Linked DNA regions of Anser cygnoides: region 2 is linked to region 1. Evidence: chromatin contacts called from public Hi-C data. All regions are on one chromosome and are shown on one strand. Each heading gives the region's core, a stretch centred on a gene start, on an enhancer-like site or on the middle of the called end of the contact. The rest is flanking DNA. Distances are from core to core; before and after follow the strand shown.

Region 1 (5,697 bases), core at 110-2,609:
CACTACAGCTGGGTTTTATTACACTGCTACAAATGAGCTAGCAGAACCCCTCCTATGAATACATGTTAAGTTAATGTTTAAACTATACCCACATCCAACCAAAAAATAAAAAAAAAAAGGAAAGAAAGAAATTCCAATTACAGTTCTAAAGTGTTTATTTGGATACAGGACAAAAATATAAACTTTTTTTTTTTTAAAAAAAAAAAAAGGAAGAATTGAAAAAATTCAGGATGAAGACCTTGGAGATTTGAGTGCTGAGATTACATGATCAAACTAGAACTGTTGCAGGGAAAGCAGGAATGGATCAGGGGAAGGCATCGTTGGTCAAAAAGTTTTACTGAGCTTGTGGCATTACTGAAAGACAACTTACTATTTTCTAGCAGCTATTATAACAGTTTCAGAGAAAGAAAAGGAACATGAGTGGAAAGCAAAGCAGTTATTCCTGTTGGGAAAAATGCAAGTGAGTGTTGTCCGAGAATTATAAATGGAGAATGAGAGGGGAGCAGGGGCCCAATACTTGTTCTAGTAGATACCTTTGATCACAAAAGACCACATATAATATGAATAGCTCCAAGAGTTTTCTTGAATTTTTTACTTTCAGAATTAGCAATTTGTGTGAAACTAAGTAGACTGATCTCTTCTCTGTTCATTTATTCTCAGAATGAAGATGCATCCTCTGTGTGGGATGCTGCAACCACGGCTGCTATTTCAGGTTTCAGTTTAATTGCATAAATAGAGGAAAAACAGTTATGCCTGTTATGAACAAGGTAAAATTAGATCTGTTATGATCTCAAATTCAGAATAAAAGTCATTTTCATAGGAAAAATGTTCTTCTCTGCTCTTTGGGTATAATTCTGCTTCTTACAGATGTTTCATCCAAAACTTGAAGAAATTTTGGTCCTATATAAATTTTTAAGTGGTATTTGGAATTTATCTTAGTTCTTAGCACAATGAGTAGCCAGAGATTTCTGCTGAGGAAGAGGAACACACAGTCTTCCAGAAATATAAACGCTAAAATTCTTCTCTTGAATGGGAAGAATGTAAGATTGTAAATGAGATATTTGTTCTTTTCTGTTTTAAAGATTCAAGTCTTGCAAGAACTTAATTTATGTAACCGTTGATTGTGTCTAACACTGGTAAAAGTAATGCACATGACATCACCCACAATAAAGGTCAGGTTTGTGTATGTGTGCACACATGTTTATGCACACACATTTCTGGAAGCTGTTGTTCAAACACATGTAGCTGTTTTATACACGCTGTGTCAAATCTTTATTTTAACTTGATTTGTATAGTTTACCACCCATAGTCAAATAAGAGTGGTCACATGTTGGTTAGAGTAGACAAGCTTTGCTTCTGAAATAAAATATAGCAAGGCAGAAAATCCAGGAATATGATGTCATCAAAAGGGGATGAGTCTATTCTGTTCAGGGAGGGGCAGAAAACCAGAAGTTAGACTCATTCATACAACAGAAGGAGCGTGACTGTTCTCTGAGAAGTGTTGCACTCCCTCGCTTGTACCTGTTCAGTGCTGAATTCGCAGTCAAGGTATGTGTTTCCACTTCTTTTTCATATGAAAAGTTGTCATTTAAATCCAGTACAGAGTGCTGCTTTTTGAAACCACTTCTTGAATTCTTAATATGTTTCTGTTTCAATTACAAGAGTACTAATGTTATTAGCATTCCAGGAACAAGGAGAAGTAAAATTATTATTGCTGATGTGGTTTGGTAACTTGGCAGGTTTCACAGAGGTGTAGCATTTCCAAAAAAAAAAAAAAAGAAAAGAAAAGAAAAAAAAAAGTTTTATATCAGAGTTCCCAAGATGCCAAAGACACAGGGCTTTTCCCCTGCCACAGGGAAAATTTGGTGTGGGTTACCCAAGGGACGTGATTTATTCTGTGCAGAAGGCATCTGAGTTGCACCATTGTTTCACCTTATAAAAGATCAGAAAGTGTAAACAATCAACTTTATTTTCAGCTGAAATATTACCTACTAAGTAGTAAGGAAAAAGCAGAGGCAATTCTTTCCTGTACTCCCTGTACTTTTTTTTTTTCTTTTCTGTTTATTGTTTTGATTGTCAACTTTGTGACTCAAGAAATGTGGATGTGTGTATACCTTACACTTCTGACCTGTCTCATCTATACTGACTAAATGGAAAAAAAATAAATTTTAAAGTTATTTCTTGTGTAACATAGGAAGAAAAGTTTCAGTTGACATTTGAACATTATTTGTTTCCTTCTAACATTTGTATTCAAATGAAAAAACACAGTAAGAGCATGATTTATAAGATGTTAAATATAAATACAAGCTTAGAACTGGAGTTGTAATTAGGATCTTGTAACAGAAAGACTAAAGGTTGAAATATATGCTATTCTTTTAGCTGCTAATTTTCTATTACTCGGTATGTTAAGCAGCAATTTGAGCACAATAATGGTAATAACAAAATAGCCATGCAACGAAGAGAGTTCAGTTTGTCATTAGAAGCCTTGGATTTGATACATTATGTGTAATCTTACAGATGCTATCTCCTAAGATTAGAGGATATTCTTGTCTTGAACAGTGCACATACTTTCTTAGAGAGTCTTGAACGGAGCTAGAAAAAAAAAATTATTTTTACCGCAGAATCTGTAAGAATGAAGCATCAGGATATTGTGTAATATCAGTCATATGAGTTCTATCTTGTCTGTTCTTTTCTGGAAACACGCAGTCTTTAAGAAAAGAATGAAGAGAAGCATTTTCACACTTCAGAATCAGTCACAGACTTCTAAATATATCTGTCTTGTTTTCAGCGCAAATAGTACAAATGCAGAGAGAAGAGATAAATGTCCCTAAGTCAATAAAGACTTTGGAATAGCCAGAGCAGAGTCATCTCCAGAACAGTTCTGTCAGTTTTCCACCAAGCCTTGTACATGCTGGAACAGGATTAAGTGTGTTACTCAGAGTTACCTGAACATTTTGTACTGCCAACCCATAGAAAAAAACCTGCCTTTCCTCCTGAGTTAGAGCTTCCTGAATTAAGGATCTCATCACCGCACCGGAACACAGCTTAAAATAAATAAATAAATAAATAAATAAATCTGAGCTATATTCTCAGAGTAAATATTGCAACATTCAAAGTCCTTTCCCAGACAGAAAATGAGGAATTTGGGAGAATTTTAGTACATCGATTATGAAGAGTCTAAAATTCACTGCCTAAGAACAGTCAGTTTTAGATAGTCTGCTTTTCATAGAAAGAAGGGAGCAAAAAGCTCTTAGAAACCCAAATCCCCCCCATTTTCAAAGTCACAGTAGGAAAAAAGTCTTACAGCAAGTCCAGGGAAACATGTTAGCAAACAGAGCTTTGCTTTCAAAACAAACACATTCCTTCCCAGTAGCTAAGTCAGCAACGAATGTACACCTGAAGTCATTAGCAATGCTAATCAATATGAAGTTTAAAAGAGAGAGAGAATAAATATTTTCTGTCAAAATGTCGTTTAGTTAAAACCTTCATTTTTTTCTTTAAAAGTTACACATATGCCAGGCTTGTTCTCTTGTCATTCATGGTTTTTAAAACTCCCCCTCTACTCTCCATGCTTTTGGGTTTCCCCAGCCTTATCTAAATGTTGGTCTTTCTTCCTCATGTACTTCAGATTTTACACACACAAAGATGAAAAGCTGCGTCTCTGCCTGGCCAAGGCAGGACTGCCAACAAACACAGTGCCTTGAAGCAGAGGCAGAAGCTTTCCTTTGCAGCCGGCATGGCTCTTGGTGAAGGTGCAGCTGTTGAAGACCAAACCCAGCCTGAAGTCTCCAGCTGCCAACCCATACGCTCATCTGACAGCAGGGGAGAGCTCAGCCAGCTTCTCCCCTCGGCTGGATGCCCCTCTCCAAATTTCTGACCCTACTGTTCTCTGTTCAGCCACACCTGATTTTATCTCTTGATACACAAAAGAAGCAAAGTGATAACTGCTTCAGCCATTCCTTGCTAGCCCCCAACATCACTGAGGCTGCATTTCCCAGGGGGGCTCAGGCTTCAGCAGCAGTATGGACGAGCAGAGTTGCCACTCTTCTTCTGCTTCCTGCTTCTCCCCCTTGTGCTGCTGCACAGTGTTTCTGATCACAGAAAGATTAAACATAACGTCAAGGGATTTTTGCTTAAAGTGGACCTATTTCCTGAGCTGATGTTGCCATATGAGTAGTTTTGAAACTAGCAAAAGAGCTGTGTCCTATGGCACAAAAGTAGGAACACTGGTGGGGCAGACTGGGGGGAGGTGAGGCAGCAAGGCTTTACACTCTTATTGCCAAACAAGTCCTCACCTTGTGAGACCAGATAGCAGACAAGGGCGAGCTCCTCTCCTAGCACAGCTGCAGGAGGGTCCATCCTTTGTGCGTGTATCCCCGTCAATAACATTAGCCTTAACCTGATAGAAGAGTAAATACGACACAGGCTCAGGGTACAGTTTCACACCAAACCCTGTTCAAAGACTGCAGCCCCCTTACCGAGCTCCCCATGAGGTCAGGCTCCGATAAGGGAAACAGCGAGATGTCCCAGCCAGCTCTGGAGAGAGGAGAGGGCAGCCCTATAGCATGACAGCCTGGAGATGAGTGGGCACAACCGCAGTGGGGAAACAGGATGAGCAATGCAACAAGAACACTAAACACAGACCGCAGGCTGCTGTCTTCCCATAGACAAAGTTGCACCGGCTGCCAACCACAGTTGATAGTATGACAACATATCATTCACTTAGAAGTAATACTAGCACGATGGGGCTGAGGAACCCTGGTCATGGTCCAGCACCCCACTGCAAGCCCCAGATGTTGATGAACAGACGCCAATGAGACACAGACCAGAAAAAAAACACACAAGGAGTAAAGTTGCCTGCTAAAAACATGCTATCTTCAGTCTGATGATAAGCATGCCTGGAGCACTCTAACATTATGGAAAAGCAACTCTATAACTTCAGCAAAATGTTTCAGAACTATGCAAATTTGCCAGAATGGTAGATTTGACTTACTTTTGCTGCCATGCTATATTTACCTCCCTTGTATGTTAACTCCTTAACTCAGTTCAGCAAGGTTGGGCTTGGTTTTTTTGATCCCTGAAACAAAACAAACAAACAAACAAACAAAAAATCTTATCATTCAGATTTGCAGACCCGCCAGTGCTGAGCCGTGCACACTCAGGTATGTCAGTGCAGTGACAGCATTGGAACAAAGCCAGACCTCAAGCTCTGGCTAATTTCAGAGGATGGAACTGCCAAAATGCAGAAATCCATTTCTCCCTCTCACATTATCTGAGATAAACTCAGTAATAAGGACAGCAAGCTATGGTCTGAGGTTGAAGTGATTTTTATATTAATAGCATTTACATGCGCATGTCCGGAGGCAGAACTGGCCGTAGCTGGTTTTCCTCCTGCAGTGTTCCTGCAAGTTGTCTGGGAGTTGCACCCCTGTGAGCCTGGAGGGTTTTTTTCCCTTTGTCATGGCTGCGTGATCTACCAGCTCACTGACTGGCTGAAGCTCTGCTGCTCTGAAGAGCCATGGGGCATAAAAATGGGCAGCACATTCCCTCCAGAAGGGCGGTGTGAGCCATCTGCCCACACACATGCAGAACACCCTGCAGCAACACCTTCCTGATGCGATGGTAAACGGCTTGCAGACAACAGGCAGGCCAGAAAACTGGGAGCAGTTCATCAGAGCTCCTGAGCCTTTCTACAAA
Region 2 (6,208 bases), core at 2,739-5,238, 71 kb after region 1:
TTTTAAATCTGTACGAGGTTCCAACGTGCCAGTGAAGCCCATATGTTACTAGACCACAAGGGATGGAAATCAGGAGAAAAAAAGGTAACATTATTCTGGCATTACTGAGATAGAAAATGAAATGCTCAATTCTAGCATCAGACAGTGGTATCATCCTTTGACGGACACCACAGCTGTGCAGAAAGACTTCCAGCCTGTCACTAAGCTGATAAATATGACTTTCAGGTTTCATTCTGCATTAATCACACCCAGAAGATCTATCCCTCAATTTTCAGATTACAGATGGAACAAGATTAAGTTTTATTGAAACTATAAGACAAAAGTGCTCTACAATTCGCAAAACCACATTAATAATGAGTAGAAAGCATAAAATAGAGTCCAACTCTTAGGAAAAGAGAGCAAAACAAACATTTTGTTTTACAGCATCAACGCTATATACAAACCTGATCCATTGATACATGTTTACCATGGTAATCAAGCCGTATCGGAACTTCTGATGTAAAACGAAATTCTCTAAGATATACAAAGGAAATTTTACAGTAAGAAACATAAATCAGAAATAAGATTATCCTTTCAAAAAGTAGCCCATGGTTTCCCACCATGGAATAGAGCGTCGCATCCTTTTCTTTAAACCACAAATCCTCTAGATACCATGCTAGTGCTTAAGCATAATCGGACTTAAGAATATAGTTTAAGAATACCTTAAAGTGCTTAAGAATAATCGGACAAAATACAATTGCAAATTTAGCTTTTCTTGGTTTATTAAAATCTAATCAAAAGTAGTATTTACAGGAAAGTTAGCAATCCTGCTCTTTTTAATATCTTTGTATAACATATTGGTGCTGTACATGGCACAGCTTTAATTAATTGTATTTTCTTGTGCACAGTATTGTACAAAAGTAAGTAATAAATTCATTAGTTACCTTCCCATGATAGAAACAAATACATTTGATCTCTATTATCAGTGAATAAAAAACAACAACTGCACTTTGTCCATAAGGTGTGATTAGTTTATCATCACCCTTTCTTAAATCAATCAGCAGAACAGTTGTGTGTCTCTGGAAATTTTGTAACAAAAATTTACCTGAAAAATACTGGCTGATCACTGTATGACGTCGCTTCTTGTGAGAAATGATGATCATCTCCATTAACCACATCCATAGGATCAACGGTACCATTTTCAGTTGTTTGCTTGTGTGATGAGAAAGAAATGACTGGACTTGGGTCCTTAAGGCTGCTGACATGCCTGGGCAAACTACATGTAACTTCAGCACCAGGAGACTTTTTAACTGTGATAATAAGAGATTGTACAGATTAAACAGACTGATTTTTCCACAGTGATTACAAAAAGTCTGTACTTATGCCTTATTTATGCCTTAACCTTAGTTAAGTGCAAATACTAATTTGTAGTAATTAGCAGCCAGACAATATTTAAATTCTTAAATATCATTAGAAATCATTACAAGAAGCTTAAGTTGAGATTTATGTATCGGCAAAAATAATTCATCCAATTTTAATAGCAACATTGCACAACACTTCATTACCTATGCATTTCAGTATGATCTCTCAACAGAAATAGGGAAAGGATAGCTGCTAATAAATTCACAAATATAGTTAATAGAGGAAATGTGCATTTCAATATATACTGTTTTTGAAGTGTCGCTTCAAAATACCGATTGAAGTATCGCTTTACATACGTACATTGCATTGCCTATTTATAAACTTGAGCTCTGTTTCTTCTCAATGGGTTATACAACTTCAAGCTATTAGACAGATATATTCCTTTATGCAAGAGGTACAAAATAATGCATTTGTTTTATCTAACGGGAACTCATAATTATATATACATTCCCCAATTTTTCAGAAGTTCTTATTTAATATGCTCCAATTTCAGTGAAACATGTTATACAGTGGAGCTCCCAGACATTCAGAAACTTTGTTGGTGCTTATGAAAACCAAAAATACCCCAAGCATCTTTTTTTAAAAAAAATAATTAAAAAATTAACTACTAATACTGGGTTTTGGTCACTATCATAACTTCTTCTATACATGAGATTCACATGTACATTTATAGATATGCTTACATACTAAAAGAGAAAGAAGAAACATTTTCATGTGAGATATTTTAAAGTGTACCTTCAGGATCTGGAGTAACTAAGAGTTCTACTTCTGTAGACAGGCTAGTGAAAAAGTCTTTCAAGAAAAACAAGGCATCCTAGTGTCAAAAATAAAATACAATCAGGTTAAAAAAAATAATAAAGGGGAAAGAAAAATACCAATTTCTCTAAAAAATATAACCTGCAATTTCAGGTCTTCTATCTCTATAGAGATATGAAACAAAACACATTTCCTTATTTTGATCCTTAAGCAGAAGCCAATTTGAAATCTAGGACATAAACTGCAAAGGCCCTCTTGGTCCTTGCCCCCTGCTACATATAATATGATTGCATAATATATCTAACTGTTTTAAAATTCCAAGGTTGTTTTCATCATCTCTACACGCATTTTGAGGCCTGTACCAGAATTCAAGTGTTTTAAAGGCTATAAACATTCCTCTGATTTCCAGTAAAAGGGTATTCAAGCCTAGTTATATTCATTTATACTAATACCATCAATTTCAGACAAATAATTTCATATCAGATCTCACTATTACTTCCTTAAAAGGCATTAATAACTCTGTGGTTGCTAAATGTCTTGTTAATATCTTCATATTATAACATCTAATTTTCTTTTTTGAAAGATGCATCACATTGGTGCCTTATTCATCCTATGATTAATGACATATGGACATTCTTTTCTTTCCTTTTTTTGTTTCTAACTGATCAGCAGACAGCTTAAGAAATAACAAGAATTTCTGACATAATTGCGCGCAGCCTTGTGCTTCTGGGAAAGCTGTGGTTTATTTTTCAGAAGTTGTAAAGGTGAATTTGATTATGGTACAAAACGGAAGTTACAAAGAAGGTACGTACTTCCTCACTAGATGGCAGTATTTCCGTACTATTTTTCTGTATAAAATTATTACAAACAATATAGAGTAGAATTCTTCTATGATTAGAAGGAAAATCTGGTCTCTAACATGCACTGAAGGCTCACTAAAGAATGTAAAACAATTTCTCCTGTTTCTGTTCTTCATGCCACTGCAGTTGATAAGGAGAGCAAACACTTCACAGTAGAGAAGCAAGTCCTCAAGTGTCGACTGCCCTTGACTAAAATGGTGTGAACAGCTTCTAGGTTAATCATTAATTTTTCTTCAGTTAAAAACAACTAAACTACCTCATTCGCAAACTACGCAAAATTGTCCACATTTAAGCATATGCTTTTAAGAAGTCGACATTTCAAGACATGTAGAGACCATCAGAAATCTCAGAAGATGAACTGTTAGTCTCAAGAAAAAAGCCAGTTATATAGATATTTTTAGTTTCTAAATGCAAAGTCTATAATAGCTAGAGAACAAGGCAAGTTCCAACACAGACATAAACAGAGAAGCAGAGATCTAAAGTTATCTGTGATCATAAATGAAAATGTACCAAACTGAGAATTAATCCCATAAAAACAGGTGTGATGGCCGCAAGTATTTGGAGGAAAGAACACCATCAAATATATATTTATAAATATATATATATATATATATTTCATTATCACAACCAACCTGGTCAATGTTGAGGCGAAGTGGCATTAGTGAAACGCGTAAACAACATTCCTGTGGGGATCTGCCAGACTCTGGACGGACATGCAATGCTTTAACTGTTAACTGAGGAACAGCAACAAGATAAGTAAGTAGTAACATTCACAATTGTTAAATTTCAGAACACTAGCTAGGACAAATATTTACTGCAAGAACTCTGTACTAATCATTTCAGAACACTAGCTAGGACAAATATTTACTGCAAAAGTTCTGTACTGATCTGATTTCACTTGCCAATTCTAAAGCTAGTATAGCATAAGTAGCTTGTTTTAATTTCATTTTTAAACCAACAATAAGAAAACTCTAAAAAATTAAATTCATAAATTACAGAAGCAGTAAGACTATAAAATTTTAAGAATACACACACAAGCGATGTTTGTTCAAAACCAAAATTTGAAAGCTGTTGAAGTTTTGAAAGCTGTTGAAGTAGTCCTGCACATATACCTTCTAAAAATGACAGAACTTCAAGAAAATTAATATCTCACATACTAATATTCAAGTTGACTTTTTCATTAGTTTTCATATTCAAAAGAGGCAAGAAAATAACTACCAAAATAAGTTATATTACTTCATTGTTCCACGATCTCATGCTTCATGCCCCTTCTTCTGCAATATTAAGAACTGTATACAACTTCCACAATGATAGTCCAACCACTATAATTACAGTGAATTAAAATTTTCCATAAACATACCATATTTGAATGCGCTTTTCTGGGCATCTCCTTACTACAGTAGAGGTAAAGAAATTTATTCATCTGTGACGTAGCTAAGCGGTCTCTAATCTCCAGGTCTTGAACAATAAAAACTTGACGTGACACTGGCTGTTCCAACAGACTAGAGTCACCTTCTGCACCACCTGGAGGGTATACCTCATGCTGGAATTTCACCTTTTAATATATGAAGAAAAACAACATAATCAGCTCCAGTGATAAAAAAAGTTTTAACAACAGAATAGTACTTGGAAAACAAACAAACAGACAAAAAAAAAAACAACCACACGAACTTTAAAGCTCAGTCCACTGTTTTAAATTTGCAGTAATAACAGGACTTCTGAAAACTATTCAGATTTTTCAATACCCTAGCATTAGAAATCTTTCAATTCCTATTTGTGCACGTACTCATATTTTAGCATGTCGATTCAAACCACAACAAAGAGTCAATGGTGTTAAATGAAGTACGAGTTTTGCTTTTCATTTTAGCATGGACTCTGCTTTTTCCCCTCAATCCTGTACCTGCGTCTCCTTTCTTACAAATCATGCCTTGTCTTAACTCCCATAGCATACTTGTCTGCAAGTTGTCTGGGGTAGGCCAGAACAGTGGCTTTTACTGGCCAGATACCAAGATTTTAACACTGCACCCTGTACTCCAGATAAATGTGATAACATTGTAAGTGTCGACAAGAATAGTTGATCATAAATACTGTTAAGAAACTTCCCAATTTTGACAGTATTTTCTTCTCCTTGGGTTCTTGTTTAAATATAGTTATTATTATACAGCCTTGCACAACGTTAAGTATGAAAAAACTTTATGCCTCAGTACTAACACCAAATACCTACTCATTAAATACCTGCAAATTCAGAAACATTATACTTCCACATATTAAATTTTCCACATGGAATATTAAACTCTTCCTGTTTACCTCTTTTTTATTGCAATGCCATGCTTTGCCAAAAAGAATAAAATAAGATTTGCCAAAAATATTTGATACTAATCATATCAAAGTGCTAATGTCATCACACGAATTTTAAACTCCAGAAGTACACACAGATTATAAAAGGCATTCAGTTTTACGTAGTACCTTTTCGTATTTATGAAAGTGTTTGAGAAAACTTTATTTTAAAATAATGTTCTGTTATTGATCCCTTTAACATAAGATTTGGTTAACTCCTTGCCAATATTCTTCATAGCACCTGAATCATGCACCTAGTTTCTACCAGTTTCTAAACAGGCTTCAAAACAATAGCAGCATAATTATTCCTGAAGGGTGGAAAATAATGTTATATCATATCGTTGCTGTGTTTCCCATAAGTGGATGTTGTTTAATAACCAGCTGTCCAATGGTAAACCGAATGTCTCAACAGATCTATATCCCAATTATTTTGCTAAACGTTGAATTTCATAATAGGTCTATTAATTCAGAGTAGAACTGAAGACAGAAAAATAGACTAGCTGCTGTACAGCGTGGTGAAAACAAACTTTAAGAGTATTATAATAGCTTTTCCTCCATCTTTAGAAACAGGTTCGGTCAGCAACCAAGCAATACTCTGCTAGAACAACAAATATGTTTTTTGTTAAACACATCTACCCCTTTCTATGTGATTCATTAGATGTAAATAGAATTGAGTACGCTTTCCTCCACTGGCATCTAATGGAAAGCTGATATTAGACCAATATAACATGTAAACATATTCACACACAGACAGTCGTTCACCTTGCTCAATTGTATTTCCATTAGGAAATCTGGGTTTCTTCCTCTTCCCCCACATGCTGTACTCCTTCCATGCCTTGTTGGTGTATGAGAAG

What was found. A called contact is a pair of places that touch in the nucleus more often than the background predicts.
Region 2: a contact with region 1 is called in a Hi-C map of liver, with 1.7 times the contacts expected there. The contact joins the enhancer-like site here to the promoter of BDKRB2 in region 1. A contact is called at or near these places in 2 of 7 Hi-C or Micro-C datasets (both in liver).

The regions. Positions count from the first base shown.
Region 1 is chr5:51,976,414-51,982,110 of Taihu_goose_T2T_genome, forward strand. It overlaps BDKRB2 (bradykinin receptor B2), which reads left to right and starts at 1,360. Exons shown (of 2, transcript XM_013181592.3): 1 at 1,360-1,548.
Region 2 is chr5:52,045,218-52,051,425 of Taihu_goose_T2T_genome, forward strand. ATG2B (autophagy related 2B) reads right to left here. Exons shown (of 42, transcript XM_048070392.2): 32 at 6,117-6,208; 33 at 4,378-4,572; 34 at 3,650-3,751; 35 at 2,137-2,215; 36 at 1,085-1,289; 37 at 444-513. Among named protein-coding and RNA genes, the nearest start is that of GSKIP, 34 kb to the right of the region's middle. Within about 2 kb of position 3,989, at least 1 of the 3 cell types and tissues checked has open chromatin away from gene starts, as enhancers often do. A contact at or near this core is called in liver, where this site is marked.